Linked DNA regions of Mus musculus: region 1 is linked to region 2. A link is a contact called in public promoter capture Hi-C data. All regions are on one chromosome and are shown on one strand. The core of a region is the stretch at or near the end of the contact, and the rest is flanking DNA. Distances in the headings are between cores, read along the strand shown. Region 1 overlaps Map3k5 (mitogen-activated protein kinase kinase kinase 5). Region 2 overlaps Map3k5 (mitogen-activated protein kinase kinase kinase 5).

Region 1 (2,700 bases), core at 30-2,529, 170 kb before region 2:
GTCTCACTCTGCCATCATGCTGGCCTGGAACTTAGTATGGTAAGCCAGGCTGCCCTTGAATTCACAGAGATCCACCTGCCTGTCCGCAGGTACCAGGATTAAAAGTGTGCATCACCATGACTAGCAATTTCTCTATTCTTACACAGTTCAGCACCCCTTGCTTCCACAGTGGGCTGGGTCTTCCCACATCAATTAACTTAATTAAGGCAGTTTCTCACAGACTCTCCACAGATAAATCCAATGTAGACCATCTCTCTTTGAAACTTGGTGCCGAGAAGATTCTAGGCTGTGTCAACTTGACAGTTAAAAGTAACCATCGAGCTGCCAAAATCAAAACCTGTGATGTTTTCAAGTAGGAAGAACATTTGCTTCTATGTTGACCTTTTTCCCTGTGTTTGAACATGCTTGGGTGACATGGTTGAACAGAGGTGAAAGGGCCGTCATCCACACTGCCTGATGTGTGAGAGGAAGGTGGCGAACATGCAAAAGTCCTATTTATAGGTAAAGTGCTTTCTCTAAGCCAGTGCGTCTCAGCCTTCCTAAGTCAGTGACCTTTTAATACAGTTCCTCATGTTGTGGTAACCCCCAAACCATAAAATTATTTTCATTGTTACTTCGTAACTATACTTTTGCTACTGTAATGAATTGTAATGTAGATATTTTTATCTTCCTATAGTCCTAGGCCACCCTGTGGAAAGGTCATTTGACCCTCCAAGGGGTTGAGACCCACAGGTTGAGAATGACTGCTCTAAGCTAACTACTTAGGCAAAAGAGTGGGGTTTATTGCCTTTTAAAAAACCATCTTTGCTATATACTGCTTTATCCCCGCTGGGGAATGGGCTAGTCTGTCACCTGCCACCTTTATTCTCCCTCTATGAAAAAGGCAAAGCAAAAGCTGGTGGTGTAGGTTTCCAGAGAACTTGGGGTAGCAATGGTGGTAGAAGCCTCTGGAGTCAGGGAGTGAGGAGAGGCCTCCCCTGAGGGTCAAGTGCAGATGCAAGTGTGTGTTTCCTAGACGGGTCTAATCTGCAGACTGCATTCCCAGAGGAGTTTGCAGCCACCAACAGTCTCCAGATAAAGATGGAGTCCCGGAGGCTCTTTTGTCAGGGCTTCCCCTGCTTCATCCCCTTCAGCTTTAGAAACAGCTGAGTTTCTGTTTCTTTTAGTATTTTTCGTAATCTAAATTCCCCACCAGCCTTATCCTCACACACTCATCGCCTTATTTCTGGTGCAATCCAGTGGCAGGCTGGAGCAGTTAGGAACAAGAGCCAACCCCTCCTTAATCTTTGGCTGGGGCACACCTGAGAGTCATGTGCAAACACTGGACGCTCCTTGGCTGCCTGTCCTATCGAGAGTTCTGTTTACATTTGGGAAAAGCATGAGTCTTCTATTTGGTGAACAGGATATGTTTCTAGCTGGAACCGCACAAAGTCAGAGCTGGGCTTTTCTGTTCCCCTCCCCTCGCCCCACTCCACCCCACCTCCACTCCCTCTCCCTCTCCTGCTCTTTCTTCAGACTGGCTGTCAGTCTGTATTTTTCTTTCTTAATTTTTGTCACTCGCTCCAATTGAGGCAGAGATTCTCACCCCAGATGAGAGACTAAAGGTATTTGTGTGATTTTCTTTAATTGTCTTGAATTGTATAGGGCTGTGAACAAACACCCTGCTTAGGAATTCTCAATTTTGGGTACATTTGCTGGCTGGTTGAAAGATACTTTGGTGTTTCTGGCACAGGGAGCTTTGGGTGCATGGTGACTGCCTTTCTTCCCTATATTCCCTAGCAGGTCTCAGTACTCTGAAAGGAACTTCAGAGCAGTACCCTGCTTTGAGCTCCCCTGGTTGGCTCCCCACCAATGGAAAGGACACTCGCTAGTCCACCACACAGGTTCCTGGAGGTCATTGTGGCCCCCTGTGACCAGGCCCAGCCTTGTCCCTTCCTGCCTTTCCCTGAGCAGATAGCTCTCAGGGGTCTCTCTCCATTCCTGCTCCCAAATCCTCTGCATGTTTTTTCCCCATGGCCCCACCACCCATCTTAAGGGCCTGTAGTTTTCCTGTGCTAGTGGTTGCTGGAACCAATAATTTAGGGAACAGGAGGATTCTTAGTCCTTCCTTCCTAGAATCTCCCTCCTGCAGTTTCTGGACCAAGCGGCCTCCTGATGGTCAGTATTCTGTGAGCCTCTGGCACCGTAGCCTACAGAGGGTCCTTTCCTGCCTATCCCAGTATTCCAGTTTAAGTCCACTGTTTGGTAATGCCAACTTGTGTTTTTTGGTTAGGGTCATCTTGTTCCTTATGTCTCTGTTGTTCACACGTGACTCTCTGAAGAATTTGCCATCGTGTGTTCAGGCTTCTGTAGGAAAATACTGTAGGCTGTGTGGTTTATAAACTGATAAGATTTTCTCACGCTCTACAGACTGGGAAGTCCAAGATCAAGCAAGGCACTGGAAGATTTGGTGTCTGATGCGGGCCACTTCCTCACAGACAGAGTCTGTTAATTATAGCCACAGGTTGCAAAGGAGACATGGTATCTCTCTGGCGTGTCTTTTATAAGGCCCTTATTCTGTTTATGAGGGCTTGTGTGATGTACTGAGTAAACATTAACAAATAATACTCCTAATTAAATTCCTCGAGCAGATGTGATTTTCTGTCAACAATGTGTCATGTAAGCACTCAGGAAATATTTTGCTGTTTCTTCTATTGGTTG
Region 2 (2,700 bases), core at 104-2,603:
CTTGGATTAAGTTTGGGCTTGCCTTAGTCAGAGTCCTGGCTCCATCACTTCAAGGCTGTGCCATCTGAGTAAGATACTGACCTCCTCAGAGCCTGAGCTGCTTCACAAAGACTCATGTGCCATTGCTGACAGGAGTCACTGAGTCATGGGAAATTTAGGTCAAAATAAAAAACACTGTACAAATGCGAACTTGTTACCGCCAACCAACCTAATAATAGTTACCTAGTTTCTTTTTTTATTCCACAACCAGAGAGAAATAATTTCTCCCCCGCCCCACACATAACGTTTTTATTGATTCTCTGAGAGTTTCACATCCTGCACCTTGATCACAATCCTTTCTATGTAGACATTATTTTCTTAATGTTTTAAAACCTTTCTAGAGAAATATTTACATTTCATTCTACACTACAGAACAAACCCAAAGGGAATTGATTATCGGTTAGGTCCTTAGTCTATTAACCCATGAAAAGCTTTAATTTTTGGGTGTGTGTATCTCGTATGTGTGTGTTGTGTGTTCTGAAGTATATTATGGGATGTATGTTGCATGCACACAAGTGTGCAGGTGCATGCACACGTGGAGGTCAGAGGCTGGCCTTTGTCTTCCTCTGTTACTCTCTGACTTACTAACCTTAAGACCGTGTCTCTCACTGACCCGGAAGCTTGCTCTCTCAGCTAGGCTGACTGGCCAGTGCACTCTCGGGATCCACCAGTCTCTGCCTCATGATGCTGGGGTTACAGGCAAGTGAAGACAAGACCCCTCTTTCCGCGAGTGATAGGTCCTCATGCTTTCAAGAGAGTGTTCTTACCCACTGAGCCGTCTCCCTGGCCCCAGTTTTTATTGATTACAGTTTAACTTCTTTAAACTGTATCTCACCTTTCACAAATCGCTGACAGTTTAAGGAATAAAGACTAGGGAGAGGGTTCGGTGGACAAGAGCACTTTCTGTGAAAACGAGGAGCAGAGTTCAAATCCAAATCTCTAGCACTCATAAAAAGCTGAGTGTGGCGGGGCAGGCCTAGAACTCCAGCCCAAGGGGAGATGGAAGATCCTTGGAGATCATTGAGAGACCTTGCATTGATGTAATAAGGCAGCGAGTAAGAGAGGAAGATAGCCCAATATCTGCTTGTGGCCTTCACATGTGTGCATAGCTGCATATAACACACACACACACACCCCTGTGCACACAAGGCTAGAGAGGGCTTTTGCAGGAAAGCTGTGAATGCTGAATTTGTGGGAAAGGCTCACTGTCGAATGCTGCCATTGTTCTGAGGCAGGTTTACCCTGCAGAACATGCTGTCTCAGAAAGGAAAGCCCTCGAATGAGCTGACACAGAGGGGCGGGAGTTAGGGCAGAAATGATGATGACTAAGCGGATGTGGTAGCCTGGACGGGAAGCATTTCCCAGGGTAGAGACTGTGCTGTGTAGGACAGCCACACGCGCATCCAGGCAACATGCTGCTGCTGCTGCTGCTTTAAAGACAAAGCTGATGTCAAAAATAAATGCTTGCTCTCCTAGCAGTTCGCTCTCCTGATATTTCCCGGTGTTAGGAAGTTGCCTGTGAATCCTCCCTCTGGCTGTCATTCAGTTTGTGATGAGAAAAACACAAAGAGTGTAATTGTTCTCAGTGTAATTTTCAAATGTTTCTTTAATGACAGCCTTTAGGCCTTTCAATTTAGACTTTTCTCATGAGAACTTAAACAGGGGACCAAGCTCCCAAATCAAGAATATATGTGGAGAAGGTGAGGGTGTGTTTTGAAATTTTTCATGGAATTCTAATGATGGGAATTTTATTGGCCTGGTGGAGAAACTTAATTTTAATAATACAGTTAGAAAATGCAGTATGAACTAGAAATTAGCTTAATAAAAATTCTTGAAGTTTAATGAGGATTAGGTTTTCTTTACAGGCTCAGTGTGCCTTGCTCACATTAAAATAAAATAAAATAAAATAAAATAAAATAAAATAAAAATCACTTTGAAAGAGAGGTCTATTTAAATATGTGAACGTTTCCTTGGTTTGTTTTTTATAACTGATTACCCAGTTGTTGTTAAGGTGGGGTTCCAATGGTGGTGTCTAACCTGGCCCCTTTTACGACAGGGAGTTGACTTTAAAGGCCATGGAAGGGCCAGGCACACCTTTTGATAGATACACACAGCCAGGAGAGAGGTAGCCGGCTGGTACCCAGCTGAGCCTGGCCTAGAGAACCATGGTGTGTGAGTCCGGAAGACAGAAAGCTCCACGGTTCCTTCCATCTTTGCTCTTGCTTGGCTGCTGCTGTTCGTCTTGTGCTGCTCGTCTCTGCTCTATCTTCTTCTCTTTCCATTGTCATTCTCGACTCCCCTGCATCTACTCCCGTGTCCTTGGGTGCACCCCGACCCTGGGTTGTGACCTTTCTGCAGGCAGACTCGGAGATTAAGATTCCATGGCTCCGTGCCCCTCTCTCACCTTAGTGTCCAATTAAAATTCCCAACAGCAGGATTCTCACCGCCTCAACCTATCCCCATCTGGGCACAGCCCAAATGTGCCCTGGCTACCGACCAGCGTGGGCGTACGGCTGTTTCTCCAAAGACTGGTTACTTCTGGCAGCAGTGATGGCTACTAAGGGGAGCCACAGGGTTCAAAGCATGTTGGGGAAGGCCTCTCGGAGCAAAGGTCTTCTGAGAAAAGACTGAGAAGGGGGAGCTCGCGTGGAGTACAGAGTG

The links. Capture Hi-C pulls out chosen DNA fragments and counts their contacts.
Region 1: a promoter capture Hi-C map of pancreatic islet shows a contact between it and region 2. The contact joins two enhancer-like sites. A contact is called at or near these places in 6 of 484 Hi-C or Micro-C datasets (CD4 T cells, bone marrow-derived macrophages, colorectal tumor organoids and 3 more), 4 of 115 datasets of contacts at active chromatin or transcription factors (the HPC-7 cell line, bone marrow-derived macrophages, cardiomyocytes and 1 more) and 4 of 9 other capture datasets (adipose tissue, embryonic stem cells, liver and 1 more).

Annotation. Positions count from the first base shown.
Region 1 is chr10:19,955,597-19,958,296 of GRCm38.p6, forward strand. The region is part of intron 1 of Map3k5 (mitogen-activated protein kinase kinase kinase 5); the gene reads left to right. Among named protein-coding and RNA genes, the nearest start is that of Map3k5, 22 kb to the left of the region's middle. Within about 2 kb of position 1,280, at least 53 of the 459 cell types and tissues checked have an H3K27ac peak or open chromatin away from gene starts, as enhancers often do. A contact at or near this core is called in adipose tissue, colorectal tumor organoids and pancreatic islet, where this site is marked.
Region 2 is chr10:20,122,223-20,124,922 of GRCm38.p6, forward strand. The region is part of intron 23 of Map3k5 (mitogen-activated protein kinase kinase kinase 5); the gene reads left to right. Among named protein-coding and RNA genes, the nearest start is that of Map7, 47 kb to the right of the region's middle. Within about 2 kb of position 1,354, at least 129 of the 459 cell types and tissues checked have an H3K27ac peak or open chromatin away from gene starts, as enhancers often do. A contact at or near this core is called in adipose tissue, colorectal tumor organoids and pancreatic islet, where this site is marked.